Regions from separate parts of the Sus scrofa genome. Here all the other regions are linked to region 1. A link is a contact called in public Hi-C data. All regions are on one chromosome and are shown on one strand. Each heading gives the region's core, a stretch centred on a gene start, on an enhancer-like site or on the middle of the called end of the contact. The rest is flanking DNA. Distances are from core to core; before and after follow the strand shown.

The links. A called contact is a pair of places that touch in the nucleus more often than the background predicts.
Region 2: a Hi-C map of skeletal muscle shows a contact between it and region 1, with 2.6 times the contacts expected there. The contact joins two enhancer-like sites. A contact is called at or near these places in 2 of 47 Hi-C or Micro-C datasets (fetal skeletal muscle and skeletal muscle).
Region 3: a Hi-C map of omental adipose tissue shows a contact between it and region 1, with 2.4 times the contacts expected there. The contact joins two enhancer-like sites. A contact is called at or near these places in 2 of 5 promoter capture datasets (fetal skeletal muscle and liver), 24 of 47 Hi-C or Micro-C datasets (adipose tissue, alveolar macrophages, brain and 12 more) and 1 of 2 datasets of contacts at active chromatin or transcription factors (skeletal muscle).

Annotation. Positions count from the first base shown.
Region 1 is chr14:20,691,475-20,695,804 of Sscrofa11.1, reverse strand. The region is part of intron 16 of PALLD (palladin); the gene reads left to right. Among named protein-coding and RNA genes, the nearest start is that of CBR4, 72 kb to the right of the region's middle. Within about 2 kb of position 2,109, at least 29 of the 83 cell types and tissues checked have an H3K27ac peak or open chromatin away from gene starts, as enhancers often do. A contact at or near this core is called in omental adipose tissue and skeletal muscle, where this site is marked.
Region 2 is chr14:21,103,071-21,107,400 of Sscrofa11.1, reverse strand. It overlaps DDX60 (probable ATP-dependent RNA helicase DDX60), which reads right to left. Exons shown (of 39, transcript XM_021072214.1): 10 at 3,495-3,636; 11 at 2,403-2,552; 12 at 961-1,066; 13 at 379-494. Among named protein-coding and RNA genes, the nearest start is that of DDX60, 28 kb to the right of the region's middle. Within about 2 kb of position 1,965, at least 2 of the 83 cell types and tissues checked have an H3K27ac peak or open chromatin away from gene starts, as enhancers often do. A contact at or near this core is called in skeletal muscle, where this site is marked.
Region 3 is chr14:21,006,361-21,010,690 of Sscrofa11.1, reverse strand. All of the region lies in intron 2 of PALLD (palladin), which reads left to right. LOC110256756 (a long non-coding RNA gene) reads right to left here. Exons shown (of 2, transcript XR_002338685.1): 1 at 1-4,330. Among named protein-coding and RNA genes, the nearest start is that of PALLD, 12 kb to the left of the region's middle. Within about 2 kb of position 1,765, at least 11 of the 83 cell types and tissues checked have an H3K27ac peak or open chromatin away from gene starts, as enhancers often do. A contact at or near this core is called in omental adipose tissue and skeletal muscle, where this site is marked.

The DNA of each region.
Region 1 (4,330 bases), core at 860-3,359:
AGGTTGCAGGTTCGATCCCTGGCCTTGCTCAGTGGGTTAAGGATCCGGCGTTGCCATGAGCTGTGGTGTGGGTCACAGACGCGGCTCAGATCCTGCATTGCTGTGGCTCTGGCGTAGGCCGGTGGCTACAGCTTGGATTAGACCCCTAGCCTGGGAACCTCCATATGCCGCTGGAGGGGCTCAAGAAAAGGCAAAAAGACTAAAAATAAAAAATATATATATATAAAAAAATAAATGATGCGTGTAAAGTGCTCAGTTTACCTGGCACATAGCATGCTTTCAGTAAGTGCAAATTATTTTCACTGATTTCTTTCGCTTTCTTTTCTTTCTTTCTATTGAAGTGTAATTTTACAATGTTGTGTTAGTTCCAGGTGTACAGCAAAATGATTCAGTTATACATATACATATATTCATTCTTTTTCAGATTCTTTCCCCTTATAGGTTATTGCAAGATATTGAGCAGAGTTCCCTGTGCTGTACAGCAGGTGCTTGTTGGTTGTCTATTTTATATATAGTAGTATGTATATGTTAATCCCAGACTCCTAATTTATCCCTCTCTCCCATGTTTCACCTTTGATAACCATTAGTTTGATTTTTAAATCTGTGAGTCTGTTTTGTTAAGTTCATTTGTATAATTTTTTAATATTCCACATGTAAGTGATAATCATATGATAGGTCTTTCTGACTTACTTCACTTAGTATGATAATCTCTAGGTCCATCTGTGTTGGTGCAGACAACATCATTTTGTTCTTTTTTATTATGGCTGAGCAGTATTTCACTGTATTATGTACCACATCTTAATCCATTCATCTGTCAGTAGACACATAGGTTGCTTCCATGTCTTGGCTGCTGACAAGCATAAATAGTGCTGTGTGACAGAGTGACATTTAAACCCCATAAGCAGCAGCAGCCCATTTCTCCACCCAATTCTTTTTTTTTTTTTTTTTTTTTTTTTTTTGTCTTTTTGCCATTTCTTGGGCTGCTCCCGCGGCATATGGACGTTCCCAGGCTAGGGGTCAAATCGGAGCTGTAGCCATCGGCCTACGCCAGAACCACAGCAATGTGGATCCGAGCTGCATCTGCAACCTACACCACAGCTCATGGCAACACTGGATCTTTAACCCACTGAGCAAGGCCAGGGATCGAACCTGCAACCTCATGGTTCCTAGTCGGATTCATTAACCACTGAGCCACGACAGGAACTCCTCTACCCAATTCTTGGTGTGGGTTATCACTTGTTGCTATAAGAAGTCAGTAAGAGAAACATTTAACACTTCATAATCTCAACTTTATTAACAGCTGTTGTTGTATATAAAAGGATTTTGCCATTCTTATAATTTGTGAATTAAAGCATGATTTAAAAGAAGCATGACCTAAGTAGACATTGAAGAAATTCTCAGAGGTAAAAAGCTAAGTTTTTCAAGAGATGTTTATCCCAAAAGCGAAACATCAGCTGGTGCTGATCCCCAGCTTCCTTGATGTTCTTTGGTACCTTAATTTGTTCCCACATCATACAAGGATTTGGGTTTGAGAGGGAGATGAGTACACCTCTTTTCCCTGGTACACTGGCCTCCACGATGTGCGGTGCCCGCAGCAGAGGGGGAAAGGCTGACAAGAAAGGAATCGGTAATGAGAGGCAGATGGCACACTCTCCCGAGCAGGGGACGTCATTACCGATTTCGGCCAAGAGAAGGGGCGAGAAGCAGGGGAGGGGGAGATCCTGATGGCCAGCAGATGACTTTATAGGATACTCTTCCCCTGGGGCTAGCCTTTGGGGAATAAGAAACACATTGGATAATGTTGGTTGTCCTGTTTCCTCTTGGGATAGAACACAGCACTGGGCGAGTGCTGCCCCGGGGGTCACCCCGAGAGACAAGCAGTCACACAGCTTGGTGGAGTAACAAGGAGTTGTGCACGTTGCACCAAATCTGTGCCAAAGTGAGGGCCACAGTCGCCGCCTCTTCCAGCCTCTAATCCCATCTTTTAAGACACAGCCCAATCTAAATGTGCGTGTTTGGCCTTGTTTTGCTGCATTGCTAGGTTACCGTCTTGCACTGGGGTTTTGGACCGGCTGCTGTGCTCAGCTGGATGCTGGATGCTTCCTGGAATTGCATTGTGTACCAGAGGCAGGCCTTCCTGAGAGAGCTGAGAGTTAGGGTTTAAAAATGGGGAGATGGAGGTAAATAATCACCACGTAAATAATCAGCCTCGCCTGAGGCACTGGGTGTAACAGAACCACTTTAAGGATTCAATTTTAGGACTTTGTACTGTGGTTTTAAACGCTGTGGGCTGGCTGGGAACAGAAAAGCAGCAAGCAGCTGAGTTAAATTTAAAAGGCCGGTTAATGGTGTGTTTGCTTCAGCTTTGTAAGGTTTCCTGGCTTTTTCCAAGCTTCACTGACGTTCGCTTCCATGATTCCTTCATACGGTGATAATAAAGCAAGAAGAAATGGGACCGTTGAAGTGAACAGTGAGCGTCAAGGTGCCCCAGAGCCGGATTGACTATGGCCCCTAGGTTCTCGATTTAAATTGCTGAATGCTTATTTTGGATGCTCTTCCTCAGAAAACGTTCAGACCTAAAAATCTGAACTTAGAGTTGTGCATATTGGAGGCATCTTTTCAAAAATGCTTCACTGAATTCTGGATTTAAAATGTCAAAATTATACACATGTTAGTTTAGATGCTTTCTAAATATTCCTGTTCACTTACTGGTTAGGAATATATTTGGGCAATAATAGTATATCATCAGATGAGCAACTATCCCTTCTGAATTCTAGGCCTTCCCCCTTTCTGTTTAGAAGTGAAGGATAGTGCAGGAATAAAAAGGTGACGAGTGATATATACTCCTTTTTTTTAAGTTTGGGATGTTCAGGAACTAGCCTGTGGTGGTATTTGTCCATATGGTTCTAAGCAGTAGCACTGAGAGCCCTAAAGTCATGGTAGAAACATGCCATCTATGCAGAGCTGCCTGCCAGCCTGTTCACCCTGTTTAGAGAGGGAGAGAAGGCAGGGTATGTCCCCAGCAGGGGCGGTGGTTGGGGTTCAGTGGGACACTCCTGCTGGACCTCAGGCATGGCCGTCACGTAACAGACATGAGGGATGTGCCTGTGTGTGGTGTCCTGCGCAGTGTGGGGCAGAAAGGCAGATCTGCTCATCGCACACCCCACCCACCTCCTGTTAAGAGAGCCTTGCTTTTCCTCTGGAGTAAATTACATCCTGATACCAAAAAGAGGAAGAAAACTCCATTACGTGTGAAAAAAATTGCATCAAGAAAACAGTTCGTATCCATCTGGTTGTTGTTACAATGACATCTGTATCCAGTGCTGTAATAACGTAATCCCCTGAGCATTTATTATGTGCCAGACACAGGACCAAGCACTTTTAGCCCATTTAGTCACCCTGAGAGCCCCTCCCCCAGGTGATCAGGAGGGTCCTGTTTGACGAATGAGGACCCTCCCTTGGGAGTCTGTTACCTGCCCTCGGTCATTCCACTGGCAGGGCCAGAACCAAGGGCAGAGGGGATGCCAGTCATAAGAGCTCTCTGAAGGAATCAAACAAGGTAAGAGCAAACTGCAGGCAAAATATGTCTACTTGAAAATTACACTGGAGGAGTTCCCGTCGTGGCGCAGTGGTTAACGAATCTGACTAGGAACCATGAGGTTGCGGGTTCAGTCCCTGCCCTTGCTCAGCGGGTTAACGATCGGTTGTTGCCGTGAACTGTGGTGTAGGTTGTAGACGCGGCTCAGATCCTGCATTGCTGTGGCTCTGGCGTAGGCCGGCGGCTATAGCTCCAATTAGACCCCTAGCCTGGGAACCTCCATATGCTGCGGGAGTGGCCCAAGAAAAGGCAAAAAGACAAAAAAAAAAAAAAAAGAAAAGAAAATTACGATGGAGTCAGCCATGGGGCTGGGCACCTAAAAATCACCTGTGCCCACCTGGTGTCAGACCCATAGCAACACAGTACCAGCAGCACCAGTGTGGCATTGGGTACATTTGATATTTCCAAGAGCATTGTAGCTTATATCTTTTAATCTCAGCAGCATCTTTGTGAGGTATGATGCTGCAGCTTTGACCAAAGGAAAAACAAGGCTTGAGCAAATCAAGAAGTTCCCGTTGTGGCTCAGTGGGCTAAGAACCTGACTAGTATCCATAATGATGCAGGTTCAATCCCTGGCCTCACTCAGTGGGTTAAGGGTCTGGTGTTACAGTGAGCTGCAGAGTAAATCACAGACACAGCTACTGCTTCATTCAACCCCTAGCCTGGGAACTTCCATATGCTTCAGGTGCAGCCCTAAAAAGAAAAGAAAAAAAAAAACCCTCATTCCAGGTT
Region 2 (4,330 bases), core at 716-3,215, 410 kb before region 1:
CCCCGCCGCCCCCCCGCCAACACTTGTCCCCTTTGGTAACCGTAAGTTTGTTTTTGAAGTCTGTGAGTCTGACCTGAAGGAATACATAGATATCTTAAACTACAAATCATCTTTGCTTAAAACAGCTTCTAATTTGCATGGGGACAAACACCGCATCTGTGTTCTTACTCCTAAGACAACTGTGCGCCTGCAGGCTCATGACTATCAGCAGAGTGGGGCTCTTTCATCACCCCCTCTACTGACACATATCTACAAATCTGGTATATTATCACCAGTCAGGAGAATTCCTGGCTCATAATATGATAATTTTTCATTATAAAATAAAAGGCAGAGAGGGAAACCGACTTTAATGTCTTTCACCGGAATCGCAGAACTCACCATTGAATTGACACTTTGTCCTGTCATAATCGTCACTGAGGGGTTTGTGGGAATGCCAGTGCACAAGTTCATCAAATTCCTTCTGTTTGACCAGTGAAGTTACAACAGGATCATCACTGTGAGACAAAAAGATATACATGCATGGCTTAAACTGCATGCCTCCAAATATAGCATAGCAAAGGTTTCACTTTCAATAATTAAAAGAAAAAAATCATAGCCAGCTTCTTCTTTCTGTGATATAATGTTGGTGCTAGAATCAAAGAGCAGTTACTAGAGGCTTAAGAACTCAAAAAAAACAACCATTTCTCTAACAGCATCATCAACATCAATAAATATTCATCCTTTGATGAATCAATTAAAAACATGCAGCTGGAATGATTTCACTCTAAGATTCAAACTGTTGATTTTAACCTAGTTACGATCAAAGGACATTAATAAATTTGACATTAAACTCATGTCTTACAAACACATGTTACATCTAATATACCCTATTTATAAATAACCTGTCATAATTCATAGAATCTCTATGAGTAATTCATCCATTCCATCTGGGTATTGACCGAAACACTTCAGGCCCCATACCTCGTTAGGAAAGGCAAATCTTTCAAAATGTCTCCAACAAAATTATCAACCACCTGACATGACATTGGAATAAAACCCAAACTAGGCATCTTTTCCATGGAGGTATCTGTAAAAAAGGAAAAATTACGGCAAAGTCAAATGTAAACTTTCATACAGAAACGTGAAATGTTATTTCTAAAACTTTACATTAAAAGACACATTTTTTATTGATCTTATTTACATTAATCAATTCCAGCCCTTCCCACAAAGCTATTTCCCATATTAAAACATCCTGGAAACAGCAGAATATAAAGAAATAAGCAGTATGTAGGCATGTAAGTAGGAAGATGGGTGGATGGATGGATGGATAAGATAGACAGAAACACCCTTATGATTCCTCTTTTCAAATGTTTATTCCTTTTCTTATTTCCTGTTATGAAACAAGGAATTGAATATAGAAATCTCAGATTTCTTACATTCACACTTTTATGAAAATAAAAAAGAAGTAGGGGACCATCCCGATGGCAATGTCATTATGTCCTTTCATTACAGTCTTGTCTCACATCCTTTTTGATACCACATGCATGTACACATGCAGATGACAGATGAATTTCGTATGTGACAGCACTGATCAGATTTTGAACCTCTTCACTGATAGTATTTTCATTTCTACAATTTTGGTCATTTTAAAATGTGAATGATGTTTTACACAATTTTGTATTTTCTTATTTTAGTTCTTTAAGCATTTTTTATACACACACATAATATATGCTACTTCTGAAAATTACAAAATTTGAAATCCCTTAAGAGATTTCATTCTATAGCTACTATCCTTCTTGGGGCTTGTTTCTCTGCTGTTTCATACATTTGCATTTGCACCCATATTTTGCAGAAGCTCTTGTAAAACCAGGGTTTAGGACTTTGTTTCTCTTCAGAGAATGCGCCAGAGTCCTTAGATCACTTAGGTTATCTTCTGGCTTAGAATGGTCTGGACTTTGCTAACAGAGAAAACTGAAACCCAGATTCTTGGGAGAGCAGGCCTATAATTAGAAATTCTTGGAGTTACCCAGAGATCAGCCTCTCCCTTCACTTTCAGCTCCTGCAATTTCCCTCCCATTGTTTTGAGTTTAGCTATGACTTTACAAAAAGATGTTTGGTGTCTCTTACCTAACATTTCCATCATTACCTGCAAGAGATTCTTCACTAGACCTACACTTTATATTGATAGAAATGGAAGTCACATATCTCACTTTTTATAAGTGGTAACAATATTAGTTACAAGCAACACATATCACTGTTCAAAATTATAGTCAAAGCATTATCACCCCAAGGACATGACAATATAGGTAATTTTAAGTGCATAACACCAAAAATGTATTTATACTTGCAACACTTAGTGGTGCTTTCAAAACATTCCCAGGGGAATGAGGCTTTTATTCGAAATTAATTTAGAGACTTATTGCCTTTGATTGGTGATGGGTTCTTCTTAAGAAAAGGACGTTTTGTTGTTCTCAGAGGAAATGGCTTTCCAACATCAAATGGTCTGACCAACTTTGATACAGTATCCCAGAGATGTTCATAATCTTTCGTAATGACATTTCCCAAATGCAGGCCTGTATAAATAGTTAAAAATGGTAATCACCAAAAGTCATTCACATATACACAGAAGCACACATTTTGACTAAATTCAGAGAACTTTGAAATACTTCTCAAATAGTGAATTTTTTCAGGGATTTCCACATGGAACCTAAAGGAAAATGGTTCCAATGTTGACTGTGAGACTGTAGACTCTAAAATTTATCCAGTTTCCCTGGTTGATAACTAAGTATTAGAAGTATAATTATTTTAACTAACAATAACAGATGGTGAATATTTATTCTTCAAGGTAATAAAAATGTTACATCACACACAACTTTACTAATAGTAAAGTAACTTTACTTATATTCAAAAATGAGACTATCTGGAGAGGATTGCTCAATTTACTTGTAGCTAATTCATGCTAATGCTTGCAGTCTGCAAGAACCAAACCTTGGAGGTCAGAGAAATTTCAATAATACCGAGTTATAGTTCTCTCCAAATGTGTTTTCTTTGACTACTAATAGATTGTAGAAAATCTAATAAAATGATCCAAAGGAAAAAAATTCATTATAAACAACAATACACAATTCAGCTTCATCTCTGGAAAAAATTACAATCCCCTACCTAACAGTAATAGGATGATTACATTAATTAGAGTGAATATTATGAAAAAATGTTATGTGTATATGTAAATGAAAAATTCAACTGTTAAAGTTATTTGGAAATGCCAAGTTCCCAAACATATTTTTTCCAAAAAATACTTGTGGAGTAATACTAAGTGAAAATGTTTTGAAATATAATACTCACTCTGATTGCAACTAAGTAAAACTTATACACAGGTATAAACAAACATTTGAAAGAAAATGATTGCTATGTTATATGTTGGAAGTATAAGAGAATGATTTTAAAGTTTTAAATCCTTTATAATGTTTATCTCTGTATAAAAATATAATTATTGTAATATACAATGGTGGTACCTTGAGCATTTTCATTTTCATAGTAAAATGCTATATTCTTCAACAAAAGCTCATCACTTAAGTCAGAAAGGTGAGTTAAATCCAGATTCCAAGATTCCGAAATATTCACATCACTTAGGATGAAATAGTCGCAACACTTTTTCTGAAAATTGGAAATAAAAACCAAGTTACTGACAACTGTTACATTAGCAATACGCTATAATATGACTTCAAACATGTCAATAATTCAACCAACAGGCAAGTGGCCAGGCTCCCTCTCTCCTATCCAAATGAGCCATACCAGGTTGAGAAATAATGAATGCTCTACAGCTTGAAAGACTAGAGCTAAAATGCGATCAAACTAACTAAATTCAACACAGTTCTTTATTCTGAATCATAGAAATCCATATTTGACTTTTTTTTTTTTTTTTTGGTCTTTTTAGGGCTGCACCCAAGGCACATGGAGGTTCCCAGGCTAGGGATAGAATCAAAACTGTAGCCGCTGGCCTACACCACAGCCACAGCAACGCCAGATCCAAGCTGCGCCTGCGACCTACACCACGGCTCATGGCAACGCCAGATCCTTAACCCACTGAGGGAGGCCAGGGATTGAACCTAGTCACATTCGTTTCCACTGAGCCATGATGGGAACTCCCATATTTGACTCTTAATAATGATTTTTTTCTCTCGCTGTAACCCACAGATACAAGACCACAGAAATACTGCTTTCAAATGTTCCCCTGTGATTTACTCAGGGTTTGATGTTTTCAATGCCACTTTCACCAAAGCCTTTTGACTTTCAGGCCAAAATAGCATTTTAAGAAGAAAAAAGAGAGCATTTGCTTGTTCAGGGATCT
Region 3 (4,330 bases), core at 516-3,015, 320 kb before region 1:
TTTAAGGGTTTAGGGAACTTCAAGATTGGAAGCTGCCTTGCTCATCAGCTCTTGTAAGCGCCTCAGGCTGCTGGAGGTCAGGTTTCCCTCATTGAAGGATCCCCGCCTGCAGAAGGGCTCAGGTGGCAGCGTTTCTGTTTTTGGCAGTCGGTGGACTGAGGATGCTCGGTTAGTGTCATCCTGGAGGCGCGGTTCCCGCCTTGCGCATGTGCAGGGCCCTGGGTAAAGTAATTCCCGGCTTACGCAATCTCTGGTGGCAAATCAGCTTCAGCTGGTAGATGTCCTACGTGCTTCACTTTGTCAGGTCCTCCGTCTTGGGGTAAAGCCTGGTCTATCTGCTTCTTGCTGATGAGGGCCTAGGTTTTTATAAGGGAAATGAAATTATTGTGCAGTTATTTGTAAAAATTCCGGAGATCCACCTTGAACTCCTAAGTCTGAGCAATCAGCATATGAATGGTGAGGTAGTAAGTATGAATTTGAATGAATAAAAGGATTAAGTGTAAGATGCACGGAACTGTGACTCCCAGATTTTAACAGTCCTTTGAAAACAGACCGTAATCTTTTGGGGATCCATGAAAACGTGGTGTTTTTTAACATTTTGGTGATTGAATTTGGATTTACGTAGGCCTGGTCCAAACTATTGGACAGAAACAGTCTACTTTCGAGATGTCTGTTTCCTTCTCATCCTGGCCAGGGGGTGTCTTAGCTGCCCTATTTTCCTTTGACAAGTTTTCCTGTGATTTAAGTTCCCTGGGAGTGGTTACCCAAGGCGTGACTCAGCTTTACTGGAGAAAGTGACCTGAAGGACGCAATAGGGTCATTCCACATCCCATGGGGTGACATTGATCCTCAAGTGGCTGGTTTGTCCAAGTTCAAAGGAGCACCGGTCCCTAGCTTGTGCAGCTCAGGGGGACATCCACCAGAAATGTGAGGGGACTAGAAGCACATACCTGTGTAGAAGATAAGATGGCACCAAGAGTTGTGCACATTTTATCATATCTTGTTTGTTTGTTGCCATGTGAACAGTTTCAAGACACAGAGGTACTCCGTCTTAAGGAAGGTTGCCCACAGAACAGTAAGTGCTTAACTGGGGCTGCTTCCAGGGCTGCTCTGCCCCTCAGTGGGGGCAGTTGGTAAAACCTTATCCAAGTTATGTTGGTTTCTTGGCCTATTCTGGCTACTATCTTTTTAAAGGAGTGACTCATCCTTTCCCCCTTCCCTGTAGACTGAGAGTTACTAAATACAAGTGCGTGGGCTGGACACACAGTGAGGCCAAACAATACAGTTTGGAGCCAGGTTATTGCAGAGCCAGGCAGGGAGACTGGTGGTTTGTGTCCCACAAACCCCAAACTCCCCGAACAAAATCGTATAGCATTTTTAAAGACGGGGGAGGGGTCACAGGGTAAGTGACTGGCTTGCACACTATCCTCTGATTGGCTGATGGTAAGGTCACAGGGCTATGTCACAGGGGTTAACATTTTATGTGCTCCTGGTCATCAGCTAGTTAACATCTTCCCTTTGGTGGGGATTTTAGCATCTGTGAAGCAACTCAGGAATGTGCATCAGATACTGTCATCTGGGTGCTTCAGGAGGAGCTGGAGCAGACCCTGTGGGGGAGGGCCCTGCCCTGTTATAGGAGGTCCCCAGGGAGCATGAGCTTCCATCGTGTCTGGTCCAAGGGCCCCAGACCTCCTGGAGTCACCTTGGCTGCTAAAGCGCCTCCACCGTCACTTTGGCTTGAAAGAGGCAAATCCCAGAAGCCTTCTCTGCCTAGCCTGCACCCAGAAGCTTTCTCTGCCTAGCCTGTGCCCCTTCTGCAAAGGTGTCAAGAACACCAGCAAATATCTACCATGTCCCCAGCTCCTGGCAGAAGAGCATCTTCTCTGTCAGTCATCCCCTGGTTCTGCCCCTCGGGTCAGCACCCCTTTTGGTATGGGGGGTAGCCAGGTTTTAGGATGTTTCTGGCACAGATCAGGCAACTTTGTTTTATCCTTTGACTGGTCCTTTGCATTTGTGGACCAACAGTAAATTTCTGTAGCCAGTGAGTGATGGGTTGCCTCCTCCTGATGATGCTCCCTCCATGTAGATGAGTGATAATTCTTTCCATGAAGTGCTCAGGTATGAGCACTAGTCCTTGCTCATCTTAAATCCAGCCTGTGGGGTGTTTGGTGCTGATCACCACCTCGGTCTCCAGAGTCACCATGAAACCCCCACGTGGCTGCTCTCTCAGAATCCATTTCCAAAGCTGAGGCTTACCCAGGGATAGGTCCACACTCAGAACAGGTGGTTGGTCTTAGGATCTGGCGTTTAGTTCTGGCCACCTGCTTTGGTGCCTGATCAGCCAAATGATTCCCTTCAGTTGTGTAATTATCAGTCTTCTGATGGCCCAGGCAATGTCCTATGGCTGTATCTCCCAGCATTCTAACGGAGTCTGATAAGGCCAGGACCCCCTCTGATTGTTTTCCTCCTGAATCCAGTAGACCTCCTTTCCATATGGCCACCTACACACAAATGACAGAGAAGGCAAACTTGGAATCTGTGTAAATGGTCCCCTTTTCCTTAGCTGCACAGTGCGGGACTCTGTGGGAGCTATGAGGTCTGCCCTCTGGGAAGACGGATCTGCTGGCGGGCAGAGGTGGGGCATTCTGCTTCTGGGATTCCTGGTGAGTTACCTCTGCTCAGCCCAGCCTATGAACACTTCCACATCCAGATCCTTCCAAGGCTCATCAGCCAGGTCGCATGCTCTTCAACTGTTTGTACACAGGGGTGAACAGGCTCTCCTGTCATCTTGGGGAGGAATGTTGAGCTTAGAATGGACACCACCTTTCGCGTTACATTCAGTGCCTCAAGTATTTGCACAGCCTCCCAAAGTAAGCTGACACCTGCCCTTCTGTTCAAGTATGGTGTGCACAGTGGGAGGCTGGCCCAGGGGGCACTTTTCAGCCTCTTGTAAAAGGTCACGGTGGTAGGAACACCACAGAGGCAAACTGGCCACCCTTGAGTCTCATGCCCAGTTGTTTGGAAATGTAAGCTACTGGCCTTCTGGTGGCACCTAAACTCTGAATTAGTCTACAACACTCAACACCCTGTCTTTCATGCACAAAAACATCTGGGCAACCAAGTGCTGAGCGGTTCAGTTTCTCCTGATGGTGTGGAGCACATTATGGCAGCCGGGGTCCACGACGTGTGCCATTTCCTTTAGGAGCCTCTTACAGGGGTTCAACTCTGAGTCCAAAGCCAGGAATCCACTTATGACAACTCAGCCATTCCTAAGGATCCTCAAAACTGCCTTCTGGTGGTGGGTACAGTCACCCTGGCTAGTGCTTCTCTTCCATCTGGCAGTATGTTTCTTTGTCCTTTAGATGACTCAGATCCTAAATATTTTGCAGTTGGTTAGGAAATTGGCACTTTTTCCTTGGAGAACTTGTATCTCCAGGCTGGCAGAATGTCTAGAGCAGGGGTTGCATTTTGGTCTTAAGCTTTCTTGTTGGCAGTTAGTATACCATCCACATGTTGGGGTGAGACTCCCTCATCAGCGATCAAGTCCTAGATCTTCTCTGAAGATTGGGGGCGGGGGGCAGTCTTAAATCCTAGCGGGAGTACTATCCAGCCACATTGTGTTTTCCATCCGTCTCTGGAGCATCCCATTCTAAGGCAAACTCCTGGGACATAGCACTTAGGGGAATGGAGTAAAAGGTATCTTTTAAGTCCAGAGTTACAAACCCACCGAAGTCTCCACATAAAGTTGTAACCAGAGTATAAGGGTTTGGCACCACCAGACACATATCCTGTACAATCTGGTGATTGGTCCTCGAATCCTATACTAACAGTCATCTCTGGCCGTGAGTTTTCTGTACTGACAGGATGGGATGTTACATGGGCCTTGACAAGGTGGGAATGGTTGACATTTAAGAAGGTGATTGTCAGAGGCTTTATACCTTCCTCCAAATACCTCTTTAATGGCTGTTGCTTTCAACTTGGAGCCTCAGCCCCTGGACGGAGTTTTACTACCACTGGGTCAGCTGCCTTGGCTCTGCTGGCTTCTCGTCAGCCCACATGTCAGCTCTCACCTTCTGTGGAGTTTCAGCAGGGGCTCCTGGGTGAGGCTTGTCTCCAGTTCTAATGGTTCAACTTAGAGGGCATCTGGAGGGCATTTAGCTCTGTTAGTAGATGTCACCCCAGCAAGGGAACAGGGCATTCAAGCAGGCACCATGCATTGTCTGTAAGCCTCAAAAACCCTGAAGGGAAGTGGATGGGTTCTCTGGGGTCCTTGCTGTACCGTCTGATTCTTCCTCAAGCTCTTTGGCTTGGGGTCCCTTTGGAAGCCTGG